Linked DNA regions of Mus musculus: region 1 is linked to region 2. A link is a contact called in public promoter capture Hi-C data. All regions are on one chromosome and are shown on one strand. The core of a region is the stretch at or near the end of the contact, and the rest is flanking DNA. Distances in the headings are between cores, read along the strand shown. Region 1 holds the start of Tmem106b (transmembrane protein 106B). Region 2 holds the start of Sdhaf3 (succinate dehydrogenase complex assembly factor 3).

The links. Promoter capture Hi-C pulls out the DNA fragments that hold promoters and counts their contacts.
Region 1: a contact with region 2 is called in a promoter capture Hi-C map of pre-B cells. The contact joins the promoter of Tmem106b here to the promoter of Sdhaf3 in region 2. A contact is called at or near these places in 1 of 39 promoter capture datasets (pre-B cells) and 1 of 484 Hi-C or Micro-C datasets (CD4 T cells).

The regions. Positions count from the first base shown.
Region 1 is chr6:13,063,681-13,071,167 of GRCm38.p6, reverse strand. Tmem106b (transmembrane protein 106B) reads right to left here and starts at 1,409. Exons shown (of 9, transcript NM_027992.3): 1 at 1,208-1,409; 2 at 754-860.
Region 2 is chr6:6,952,442-6,959,030 of GRCm38.p6, reverse strand. Sdhaf3 (succinate dehydrogenase complex assembly factor 3) reads right to left here and starts at 3,013. Exons shown (of 2, transcript NM_001077713.1): 1 at 2,831-3,013. The coding sequence starts at 3,004.

The sequences.
Region 1 (7,487 bases), core at 160-2,659, 6.1 Mb before region 2:
GTACAATTCCATTCTCCCTGCGGTTATCCATCACTTATCAGATTCAAAATACGAACTACACAATCACAGATACTACTTTTAATTTAATATTTTTCATTAAAAAATAAAATGATACTAAGTGATTCAGGTCACCCCAGATGAAGGAAATTCATATCTGCTTTTCAAAATCTGAATGCTACTTGTTGAATTCACTCACTGTGTAGACAGCAATATTAAATTTAAAAACTTGAGTCATATAGAAAAGGAGTAAAAAAAAATGAATAAATATACTTTCAGAAGTTCTGTGTACACACTGTGTACCATAGCTCAGAAATATCAGTGATTGTGACTTACACACACACAGTATCTTACTGTGGCTCAATGACAGCGAGTCAGAGCCAAGCCAACACTTGGCAGCCACAGGTGCACAGGGGTGAATTGTAATCAGTACCGGCTCCTTACACTGTGACCTTGGAAGCTTTGGAGTACACAGGGTGGTTTAGAATCAGCTGACACTAGACAACACGTGGTGTCATCACAGGGGTGAAAACTGTGTCCCACAAATGGGAGCCTTTATGGCAAAAGGCTAGGGACAGCTAAGTGGTTCTGGTCTCCGCTGGCTGCCTTACTCAGACCCACAGTAACCTTGACATATTCTGCTGAAGGTGGGTTTGGGTACACACCAGATTAAGCAGTCACTTGAATCCTAGCCTTCTTGCTTAGCTTTTCTTGAGGCTATTGACAAGTGTAACCCCTGTCATTTTGGAAACTTACTTGAGGTTTTTAAAGGGAGTGGTAGATCCCCTTCGTCTCCTCCCCGGGCTCTCAATGTTTATACCGCGGTCTTGTGAACTCAACACGGTTCTCAGATGCTCTAGAAACTGGGAAAAAGATAAATTCAGCAGCGCATGCAACTGAGATGTGTCACCTGTTTGTGTGCAGACCTGGGGTTAGTTCTGAGGGGCTCAAGGGAGACGGAAACGAGCGCTTTTCAAAGGGCATCACAGGCAAACAAACCCCCGGAAGAAATCAACATCCGAGTCACCTTGCAACTACAACTGTCAAGCCCCAGAGCTACTCGGCCGCTCAGATCAAGGGCCCTGGCGCCGCCCGAGCCACCCCGGGAGCGAAGCCAAGGCCCCCGCGGTGACAACCCCGCACCCGGCTCGCCGCGGCCTCCCTCACCGCTCGGGCAGGGGACGTGGGCCCCACGGCCCGGGTCGCTCACCCGCACGCGGAGTGCTGCGCGGTCCCGGGATGCTCCGGTGCGTGCGGGCCGCAGGACAGGGTCACAGCGTCCCGGTCCCGGGGCCGGGCCGAGCGCCGGTAGAGTGCAGCCGGGAGAGCTGCGGGGGAGGGGTAGCACAACAACTGCATCAGCTGAGCTCCGTACCGGGAGAGCCTGCGCGTGCGCTTGCGCAGTTCGCCCCAGGAAGGAGGGGCTAGGCCCTGGAATGGACACTACGCATGCGCACTGTCACCGGTTTGAAGGGAAGTTGCCAGGGTGAAAGCTTCTGGTTTTGTCACCTGTCTCTTCTCTAGACTGGAAAGTTTCAAAATAGTACTAATTGCGCCTGGCTTACGAATAATCGGTTTTCCCTTTTCCCCTCCACCAGGCTGATTCCTTTTGTAAAGGGGAGGAATGTGCACCGTCGCAATTTTGAGCGATCGTGTTCTCAAGTCTAGATTTGCAGACACAAAACTTCCTTCCTGGGGTTAGAATGAGCCGGTTGGTGCACATTTCTGGCAGAGTTGCAGGCCAGAATTTTGTTATTGAGTTTTCATTTAGAAATTAATGTCACCGGGAAGACGCACCCCCGCCCCCGCCTTGGTTTAATCTTGTTTTGATTTTGTACTTAAATTCACATTATTCAGTGCATGCAATAAGAGTTGTACCCCAAAGCTCATGACCAAGTGAGTTGTTAAAGGAGTGTCCCAATCCATGCACCTCATTGTCCAGTCATAATTTACAGTGAGTTGAGGCTACAGTGGCTCATTTTAGTGGCTCGCCAGTGTTATAGTCAAAGGTTGTTATGACCTCTTTTCTGTCTTCCTGATAATCAAGATGTATTAAGTGGCTCATAAGATTCCTGGATGGGATTATAATAAGATAAAATTGAAAGCAAGAACAGATGCGGTTGCTAAAGGAGTTTAATAGCTTCCCTATAAATGGGGTTTCTGGTGAAATTCCTAGAAAATTAACAGAGTTATAACTGGGAAGTAAGCATCTCTTAATTGTGTTTTTTTTTTTTTTTCTTTTTCTTTTTTTTTTTTTTTTTTTTCCTTCTCTACTGGAAAAAAGCAACTGCACTGGGCGAGGAGCTCCCAATTTTGTCCCGCTCTTCTAAACTGCCTTGTATGTATTTGGAAAGTATTTTGATTTATGACCATCTTCTATGTATATAAAAGTTTCATGAAATTGTTATCACATTGGGACATTGGTATTTGGAATAGCCCAAGTCTTTGTTTTCAGGTCATGGTTCCTCATATTGGCTTTAGAATAAACTCTTTGTCCTTTTGAGGTGAGAGCTGTGTATTTTCCATCTACATAAGCAGGATGTTTTAAGACTATTTAAAACATTCACCTCCTTAGGTCCGGCAATTTCACTCTGTGAGATTCATCCTAAATTATAATGAGAATTCTAAAGTAAAGTTGTGTGCAGTGTGTAACCAGTTTCTTAGGATTTCAATAGAGTTAACAATAGCTTCGAAGTAGACCATGGCAACTCTTATAAAGAATACATTTATTTGGGGTTGGCTTACAGTTTCAGAGGTTTAGCCCGTTATGCTCCTGGCAGGAAACATGGCAGCAACCAGGCAGACATGATACTGGAGGAGCTTAGAGTTCGACATCAGAGACAGCAGGGAAGTGAATTAGCTCCTTAGACCCCAAGGCCCTCTCCCTAGTCAGCACCTCCTCCATTTAAGCCACACCCTCCCTAATAGTGCTACTCCCTTTGGGCCAATCCTTCACACTCAGGGTCCAGAGGCTGTTCCTATTCAAACCACTGCAAGGAAACTAAATACACATAAACTAAATACCTGATTAAGTCACACCAGCAGTGCACTTGATAAAATGATTGCTTTTGAGATGTGGTTCCTTGGGTTGCACACTAGTTGCCCTAAAACTTGCTGTGAGAACAGCCTTCCTTCCCTTCAATAAGATCCAATATGAAGCCCACTTGATGTGTATTAAAAGGCATTTAAACATAGAGTTTAAGCATAGACTTAAATAGAAATGAAAGGGACTCAGAGAATGTATAAATCTCATCTGAGAACATGGCTGTGGGCTCCTCAAGAGAGAATCACACTTCATTGTCTTTATAGTAGCCACACATACATTTTGGGGTGGGTTTTCAGTAATCTTTAAAGGTTCATTAAGGAACGTAAATGGGATTAGAGCTCCTGTGGAGTCTTGAATAGGATTACAACTCACAATGTAAAGCGACCTAGGGGTGCAGAAAGTTAAGATAAAAGTTTACCAAAAAAAAAAAAAAAAAAAAAAAAAAAAAAAAAAGACACGTTTGTGAAAGCTTCTTAAAATATCAAGGACTGAGAACATACATGATGTCTTATGCACTCTTTCTATTGGGTGTTTTGTTTTTGTTGTTATTTTTACAGTTTTAAAATGAGTATTGTTTCTATGTCTGCAACATCACAGTAAGTGTTAATTATGCTGGAATCCTTAACTCTCAACTGAAGACAGACTCCAACTAGCCTCCAGAGTAAGGGTCTTTTCCCCCACCTCCATAATTACACCTGTCTTTCTATATTATTTTTCTATAGTGCCTCAGTTACATGCTCATACACTGTGATGGTTTTATTATGCTATGTTTAGGTATGGCCCCCATAGATTCATATGTTTGGACAAGCCTATGGGGGCCAGGAAGCAGAATGTGATGGTGTGTATATGCTCTGCCCAAGGAGTGGCACGATTAGAAGGTATGGCCCTGTTGGAGCTTGTTTTAAAAGGTTGTAAGTATAGCAGCTGTTAGTGTTGGCATTTTGTCAGGCTCTGCCCCGCAGTTACCTGTTGCCAGGTGTGCCTGACTCTATAAAAGGGGCTGCTTGTCCCCTCCTCTCTCTCTCTCTCTTGCCTTCTTGCTCTAGCTCTGCCCATTGGCCTTTACACAGGCTCCGCATTCCCCTTCCCCTCTCTCTGCAAGTGGTCACAGCCTCTACTCTTGTTCTCTCTCTCTCTCTCTCTCTCTCTCTCTCTCTCTCTCTCTCTCTCTCTCTCTCTCTCTCTTTCTCTCTCTCTTCCCCTACCTTTTTCTGTCTCAACTCCCCTCCCCATGCCCTGAATACATTGCATGGCTGGTCCCTCCAGGGGAAGCAATACCTCAGCATGGCCCTGCAGAGGCACCTCCTTCCCCCACACCTACCTTACCTCCACCAAACATATTCCTTCTCTTTATATTTTTATAAAACACAACAATTAGATATTATTGTGACAAAGTTTTTATCCACAAACAGTAAAGTATTTTAAAGATAGATCTTTAATGCTAGACAGACTTTCTCCAATTCTTCTTTTTTTAATCATTAAAGAATATTTTAAAAGAAAAATTTTGGAAAATGTCAACAACTTTTTCTTTGAAATTTTGAGATCCATGTCAGTCTACATGCTATTAGATATTAGAAACAATGTTTTAAATAGTATGAGGTAACTGAACAGAAGTTGTGATCTGATTAAACCTCTTTTTCGTGGGTGTTGAAATAAGGTATTCTTCTATGCTAGGTTAAATCTTCAAAACATGCATGTTCCTTCCATGTTTCTCATAATTTCCTTGAATGAGACTCACCCACATATTAACAGCTGGCAGCCAAATTTCAAATGTCACTTCCTTAGAAATTTGTTGCTAAAACTTATAAACAGACAAATAATTCATAATTTACTCTCTCAATCGTTCTGAAGTATATGGTTTATTGTTAGTATGCAGGTCTGTCGTAGCCTGCACTTTTAAGTTTCAAGCTGGCTGGGTAACATTAGCAAACTGAGTTTAATTATTTTTATAGATGCACTCACAAACTTATACTCTGTGTATATAAAGAATTTTCTTTTTGTCTTTTTGGTGTGGCTTATTTTACTCAACCTTCTATAATAGAAAATTAGAAGTTAAAGAACTGGAGTGTTTCTGGCTGAATTCCTGTGATAGTTTCCCAGATACATAGCAAAAGTATTATTCCCTGTGGTCATTTGCCCTACATTCACTGATAGCAAGTTCTTGGTTCTGTGACTACACCTTTGTGTTTCCTCTCTTCAATATCCTTTGTTACATTCTGCAAACATCTCATCCCTTTGAGCCTTTGGTTCACATCCCTAAGAAACCATTTTTAGCATAAGAATCTTCTGTATATCCTGACTTACATCTTCATTGCTTCAAACCTAGAGAGGCAAATTTCTCTGTATGTATTAAGATGTTTAAACCAATAACTAACTTTATTGATTTTAAACTTTTACAGAGTCTTTGTCATAATAAGTTAGTGAAAAAATGTTACAAAATAGGTCATGTTTAATAAATGAATGAGTTTGTTGTGTCATGCAGTATATGAAGTATTTCAGTTCATCTCTTTTTAATTTCTATGGGAAGTCTTTGGATTACATTCTATTATTATCTGAATTTTATTTTAAACAGAGAAACTAAAGACGGGAGAGATCACTCAGTCTGTAAAGTGTTTGTTCCATAAGTATGAAGAAACTAGTTCAATTCACCAGAACACACATTAAATATTTAAGCCTAGAGGTTGGTATTTGTGATCTCAGCTCTGGAAAACAGAGATGCAAGGATCAGTGGTGCTCACTGGCAAATTGGTGAGGTCCAGACTCAGTGAGAGATCCTATCTTACTATAGCTATGGTAGAGAATGTTTGAAAAAGAAACCCTGTATTGTCCCAAATTTCCATACACACATCCCTGCATACTTATAAACATGCACACATCAGAAGAAAAAAAGAAGATAGAAGATTCTAGGTTATGTAACTTGTATATGAACACACAGCTATCAAATTGTATAACTAGAAATCAGAAAAGCACATGTTATTCACCACTGTGGCATGAATAATTTTTTTAAACTTGGAATAGCAGATATTTTGTCCAAATAAAGAATTAAAATATATTGTTGAGGGCTGAGAGTAGCACTACAAACCATACGAATGAACACCGATCTCAGTCAGACAGGGATGGTTTATTGTATGCACACCCTAATACTGATTAGATCAGAAGTACAGCTCAGAAATATCTGAACTAAGACAACAAACATTTCTCAGGGGAGCTTTATAAAGAAAACACACACACACACACACACACACACACACATACACACATACACACACACACACATAAACACACATACACACACACACATACACACATACACACACATACACACACACATACACACACATACACACATACAAACACATACACACACATACACACATACACACACACACATACACACACACATACACACACATACACACATACAAACACATACACACACATACACACATACACACACACATACACACACACATACACACACATACACACATACAAACACATACACACACACACATACACACATACACACACACACATACACACACACATACACACACACACATACACACACACATACACACACACATATACACACACATACACACATACACACACACCACAATGCGCTCATTCACAAGTGTAGTGAGTGGTCTGGTGGTCAACTCTGACTCAAAATATTTTAGGCATAAGTTTATATTGAACTTTAACTTGATGGGTCTTATGTAAAGCTTTGGGATTTCTTAATAATAACAAACCTCATACAAAACATAACAGGATATGTGATCAGCATGACCATATTCTGAGACAAGTTATTTTTCTATGTCAATGTCTGGCATGCATATTGCAGCAACTATATGAAACAGCTGACAGGCATGAAATAAAATGGCTACAGCTATGCTGGTGGTGGGGTAGACCCAACATATATCAACATTGAAGAATATATAATGACATAAATTTTCTATTACATTCTACGAAGGCATCATAATTTACTGTGGACTTTCGCAGAAGAGCAGCAGGAATAATTTTTTTAACCTTTAGCATCTTGATTAATATATTCCTTATTGTATTTGTCTCTTATGATGGTGGGGCAAATACCTGAAGAAAACAGACCAAGAATGTTGTTTTGGTTTTTTTTGGCTTGTGTTATTTTAGTCCGTGGTAGTATGATCGCAGGGCTAGATGAGGCCAAACATCACAGTGGGAAAGGTGTGGTACAGCCATTGTGGATGCCTGAATGGTGACAAGGAAACAGAGAGAAGAATTTTTAAAAAGGAAGGAGATAAGAACAGGGCAATTTTCAAGGTCACATTCCTAGTGACCTAGTGACTTACTTCCTCCATCTGGGGTCCACTTTGTAAGGTTCCTACCAGTTTCCAAAATAATGCCATGATCTGGGGACTGCATCTGTAGCACATGAGTTTGTGATGAACAGTTTAAATTTAAA
Region 2 (6,589 bases), core at 1,764-4,263:
TATGTCTATGTCTGTGTCTGTGTGTGTGTGCGCGTGCTCGCACATACAAGACAAGTACTCCATCACTAAACTACCTATCCATTGCCCCACCCTCCTGTTTTATTTTGAGATGAAATCTTGATAAAGTGCATTGGCTACTCTTAAACTTTCGATCCCTGTTTTTGGCCTTCCGATACATAGGATTTCAAGCATGTGTCACTGCACTGAGCTCAGGCTATGGATTTTCTTTGTGTTTATTTTTATTACAACAACCAGCTCCAACAGGAATTTCCAGGATTCCTAAAATGACATCAATCTCCCCCCTCAGTGATGCTCTTAATGAGCTGATGGCCTTACACTGGGGCCCACCTCTTAAAAGTTTCTATTTGCTCTCTCAGCACACCACATTAGGGATCAAACCGTCAGCATATGAAGTGCAGAGAGATAACCTTTCCCTAAAACACAGCTTTGACTTAACACTAAAGACATCCAGCAGGTATCACCTTAACCAAATTATCATCACACTTATGACTTGATAATGTGTTGACAACACTTCACCTCATGAGATTCTTTCAAGAATGTAATCAATCCAATCATCAGTAAAGATCAAATAAACCCAAACCGATGCACTGTCCTAAGTGACAGAAGAGCACTTCTCAAAAAAGCGTCAAGGAAAGACTGAACAACTGTCACTGAGCTCCAGGACATCAAAGAGGGCAAAAAAGAATGATCCCAGCACTCGGGAAGCAGAGGCAGGCGGATTTCTGAGTTCGAGCCCAGTCTGGTCTATAAAGTGAGTTCCAGGACAGCCAGGGCTATACGGAGAAACCCTGTCTCGAAAAACAAACAAACAAATAAACAAAAAAAGCCAAGTGCAGAGTGGGATCCAGCTCTGATCCTGAAACCGAGACGGGATAGTCTTGAAAGCAGCAGCATGGTGTGAAGTAAGTCCTGTAATGAAAAGTTCCCGAGCAATGGTAACTTTCTACATTTTGATAAATGTTCTGGTTATATATTAACAAAGGGGGAAGCAGAGTATTGAATGTATGTGAACTCTAAATTGTCTTTGCAACTCTACTGTAAGTCTAAAGCTATTTTAAAATATTTTTTAAAAAAGTGATATTGCTGTCACTAAGCCTCCTGTGATCATCAACACATTTCCCAGTTTTCTCGTATCCTTTCCTTCAGCTTTTTATAAACTTATTCTAAGTTCTATCCTTTCCTACATTTTCCTTAAACTTTCTAGTCCTTAGACTTTAGGACTTTCAAACTAGAAGTCTTTCTTCTCAGCACAGATAAAGTCTTCCTGTCTGGCTTCAAACTTACTTAATAGACATGACTTTACAAACACTTATTATAGCTTTGATATGATTAACAATATAAATAGTACTTTTTAAATATACTAGCATTATCCATTGCAGATCTCTGAGTTGCAGGCCAGCCTGGTCCACAGATTGAGTTCCAGGACAGCCAAGAACACAGGAAAACACTGACTCAAACAAACTGAATAAAATAAAGTAATAAATACACTAACATTGAGATGCCTGTTGTAAATACCGTTATTTTACAGACCGAAAGACTAGAAAAATTAACTGATGTAATGTTTAGTAAATGCTGAGGTCTGAATTTAAATCTAGTTTTCTGATTTCAATACCAACTACATATTTAAAGAAAGTGTTTTGCATTTAAAAATATTAAACCTCCCCAGCTCCTGGCAACCAAATTATATCTAATAAACCAAGACTTTTAAGAAAGTTATACATTTCATTATTATAAAGTTCTCTCTTCAATAATTCTACAATCAAGAATTATAGAATTCAATGAAAATGCTTTTCCCTAGCCTAATCTTTATGTTGTTTTAAAGGTAAATATCACTTCAGCCACTATCAGCATGAAAAATCTTTTTTACTTTACCAGAGCAGTTTCTTTAAAATACCTAGATGCACTCTAGAAATGCCCAACTCCTTTCACCTCCTGATATTTTCAAGATGGGAGGAGATCCTGCAAGACTCTTCAGCATCATGCAATACTCTTTCTCCCCCTTCATTCTTAAGAGAAAAAAAAAAAAAAAAAAGGTATTAGGGTCGTGGAGATGGCTCACTGAGAAAGGTGTCTGCTGCCAAGCTGTGCAGCCCGCGGTTTGATCCCCAGGAGCCATGTGGTGGAAGGAGAGACCATTCCCTTGGGTTAGCCTCTGACCTCCAGCACACACACACACACACACACACACCCGTATACACACAAATAAATAAATATGTACCTAAAATAAATAATAAGAAAGAAAAGAGAAAAGTCAAACACTGAATCCAAACGCGTGCCCCCGCCAGCATTACCCCTTTAACAAATTGCAATCCTTAGGTCTTTTCTAGGTTATATAATTTATCTGTCAAGTGGAAAGCTTACTAAGGCCCTACAATTACAAATTAACAAATGATCGAAATGATCTAATTCTGGCAGCTAAGTAATGACATCATGTTAATTACACGGCTGTCACCTAAACAGCCTAAAGGCAACGCAAAGGACAAACGCCGACGAACTTTTGGAGCACTAAACAGTCAGGAGTGCAGTAACGTCTGAGACACGCCACCCTTCTCTCTCCAGCACCTGGCACCCTCAGCACTCTCAGAAAGTTCTTCTGAATGCGGGGGAAACTGCTCAAGCACAGAGCCTGTGCGGGAAGCTGGGGGATTCGCGACGGAGCTTGAAAGAAGTGCTGTTTGACCACTTTAGTCTGTCTATTCCAGACGCCCTGTTTGGCCGTGCACGGACCCTGGGAAGCAGCTAGGAAGGTGGGGTCTGAACTGAAAACCCAAGGTCCGGGACGAGGGGGCGGGGAGGGGGCGTCACTTGCCTCCCATTCCTTCAAGAATCGCTGGGCCTCGCCAGGACCAACAGTCTTATGTCTCCTAAATTCGTCCTTCACGTACTGGTCACCCAGGGCTTTGAGGTCCGGGGGCAGAGCCCGATGTAGCAGCAAGATTCGCCTATATAAAGCCCGGACTCTCGAGACATGCTTCCCCGGCATCGCGCCGCGCCTGCGCAGAAGGTGGGCGTAGCTCCGCCCCCGCTAGGAAGTCGCCTATGGGTGAACCCCAAAGCGGGCGGAAGAGAGCGCGCGACCTTCATCCGGTTTGGTCCGTCATAGAATCTTGTCCTTCCGGAAACCCGGATTTGGGGCGGGCGGACAGAAACGCTCTGCCAAAGGCGCGGCTGTTGAGGAGTAGTTGTAATTTCTTGAGTTTCCTAGAGAGGTGCTGCTGTGTAAGACAAAAAGTCTTGTGTGAGCGACTTGTTACCTTCAGAGTTAACTCATCTTCTCCATTTGCTAGTTTCTTCTTATTAAATATTTGAGAAAGACTTCATCGAACTGAAGTCTTCTCCAGAAAGCCTTGCGTGGTTAATCCAAAGTGTTATGGCTTCTGAAATAGTGTGGCATTCGCCGGTCCCTCGCAACAGCCCTCGTCCTTTGCAGTGCTGTACTTGGAGTTTATGCAGTAGGCATAGCTTCTTCCAGGTAGTTATCACAAGTGAGCCCTGAAGGGCAGACTTTGTTGGTCTAGGTCAAGTGCACTATGAAAGAATCTTGGGAGTTATTTTATGTGTATTTTTTTTCCAAGACCAAGATTCTGAGAATTTTTATTAAACAATGTGAGATGAAAATGTGAGACCCTGACTTAGAGCGTTTCTCCCTGGAAGATAAAGCCCCTGGATGTTTCCCAAGCTTGTTTTCCCTGATCTTTAAAAAATACAGCTAGAAAGAAGCTCTTTGTTCTCTATAGCCAGCAAAAAGCCTTTTTGTTTCTATACTGTACAACCAGAGATGCCTGCCTTCCTGTGCCAAGGACACAGAGATAAAAATTCAGAAAGAACTCACTCCCCACTCCTGCCTTGTAAATTTCACCAAGGACACCCGGAAGAGAAGAACTCTTCCCAAGTCCTCCCAACTCTCCTCCCAACTCCTCCCAAGTCTCCTCCCAACTCCTCCTAACTCCTCAGCTAGCTGTTAAAAGCTCCCTACTGTCACCGGGTCGAACTCCCCTGCCCTGCACCAGCAAAGGGACTTCATCCTCAGCTAGCTGATAATAAAACCTCTTGCAGTTTGCATCAGGTATGGTTTTCTCTCAGGACGTTGGGGTGTTGGCCAGCTCACCTGGGGACTTGCAGAGGCCCAGCATCGGGGGTCTTACAAAAACAAGAAATCTAGATGTTCACAAGTCCAAACTTGTGTAGAGGTGGGGAAAAAAAAAGTAACTATTTCAAAAGCTGATAGCTTCTTGTCCTTATTCTTTCGTTCCAATTAAATTTTAATCCTTCAGCAAATCCTAATAGCTCCACCACCAAAATCATGCAGGAATCAAACATTATTTCCATCACACCCTGTACCATAATTATCTCTTTCTACTGGATAGCTACCGTATCTGTGTTCTTGCCTCTGGCCATGTTGAACTTCAGTTATGATCTACCCAGGCTGTAATTAGATAACATCGTTCCTCTGCTTAACAAATCCTCAGTAGCACTCTGTTATTGAACAACTCAAAGTCTCTCTACCTCTAGAATTTAAATGTTCTATTTATTCACTCCCTAGTAAGTCAGTTCCACTCACACTGGCCTCCATCTTTGAACTCCTTCACTTCCAACCGGAAACCTTGTTTGGAGCACTTCCGGGGGCTGGTAGGAGGCATCACTTGCCAGAACCAGTGTGTCGGCTCACTGTCGTGTGACCTTTCCCAACAGCCTTGTTTGAAACTAACATAACCAAGCCAAACCTCCCATGGTGCTCCTGCTTTTGTTGTTTTTTCTTTTTTGTCTTCATAATACTCAGCAGGCCGTACTTTGCTTAGTTACTGATTCTAGCTTCTGACAAGAATACTTAGGGGAAGGCGTTTTTCAGGAGGAGGGAGTGTTTCCCACCGGTCTGGCTGTGCTCTAGACATGTAATAACCACATTACTGTTGCATTGGTGCAGAGCGTTTATTAGTGGTGTTGAGCACATCAGGATTTGCATGTTGGTAAAACACAAGAGGGCAAGAATGTGTGCAGTTGTCTCACAAACATAGGATTTCTGTCTGTGTAACAATTATGAAATCAAAAAAGACAATAGCCTACAATGTTTTTTGCTCATTTCGAGGTCTCACTACTGTACAGCACAAAATAAGAAGCACTCCAGTATTTATGCCCTTGAATAGAGTTTTTCCTTTAACTTTAAGGAAATTACTTGCCTAAAATACTATCTTAATAAATTTAATTTGGTATCATGACAAATCACATTAATGGCAAGGATTGAAGAGCAGTGTGGTTATTTTATTTCAGGGCATCTTTGCTACCAAATTTCATCTGTTAATATCCTTGAAAATTGAAAATTATTTTATTCTAGTTTGCTTTTTTTTTCTGGTTTCTCTTCAGGTTAAATTAACAAGTATAATAAATCCTTCTTTCAGAGCCAAAGCTCCTTATTAAAATGTGGAAAAAAACATCCTGCCAACGAACTAATAAAAGAATTGATTCAGCCTAAAAGGAACAAAAAAAAAAAAAAAAACCCACAAGGCACTAGCAAATCAATGATGGAAATGGAGTTGATGGACCAGACAGACAGATTCTAATATACAGTGGCATGATTAGACCTTGAAGAAAGAAGGCAAGTCATGATAGGGCAGATGAGCTTTGTTCCCCACACCACACACACTATGAGCAATGCACTATTAGGAGGATGAAACTTTATGTTTCTCTGACTTTTCAACTCAGCTTTCCTCTTGTGGTCAAAGTATCCATCAACTGAAAATAAGGTTTGAGTTGAATTCCTGGCTATTGATTCAGAATTGTCACACTTTGTTTTGACCACAAGAGGAATATTAGAATTGGAAGGTCATAGAAACAGGAAGGGTTTGTGCAGATCCCCTCCAACACACTAAGGTGGAAGAAGCAGGTAGAAATCTGTTTGACAAGCAGAGAGGTGTTTTGGCTGAAAAGAAATAAAAATGATGAACAAGGAAAACAGCCAAAAATAAACACACAAGATGCAGATAAAAACACCTGCTTATGGCATGCTGAATCAATATGTTATACTCCAATATTCATAATGAAATGTAAAAAACAGGTCTTGCTATCAATATCAACCCATTTTTCCAGGGCTGAAAAGATGGCGCAACAGTTTAGAGCACTGGTTGCTCTTATAGAGAATCTGGAGTCAGTTCCCAGCACCCACATAGCAGTTCACAAACATCCATTATTGCAATTCCAGCGGATCCACCTCTCCTTCTTGGTCTCCATGAGCACCAAACATACACATGTGCACAGACATGCATGCAGCAAACATCCATACAAATAAAATAAAAATCTGGCCCGGTATGGTTTTTCTTTCCCCTGAATTTGGGACCTGACTTTAAGCAAGTACTCGTCCACTAAGCTACATTTCTTTCCTCCTTTTAAACATGACACCATTGCCTACACTAGCAAGATTTTGCTGAAAGGACCCAGATATAGCTGTCGCTTGTGAGACTATGCTGGGGCCTAGCAAACACAGAAGTGGATGCTCACAGTCAGCTATTGGATGTATCACAGGGCCCCCAATGGAGGAGATAGAGAAAATACCCAAGGAGCTAAAGGGATCTGC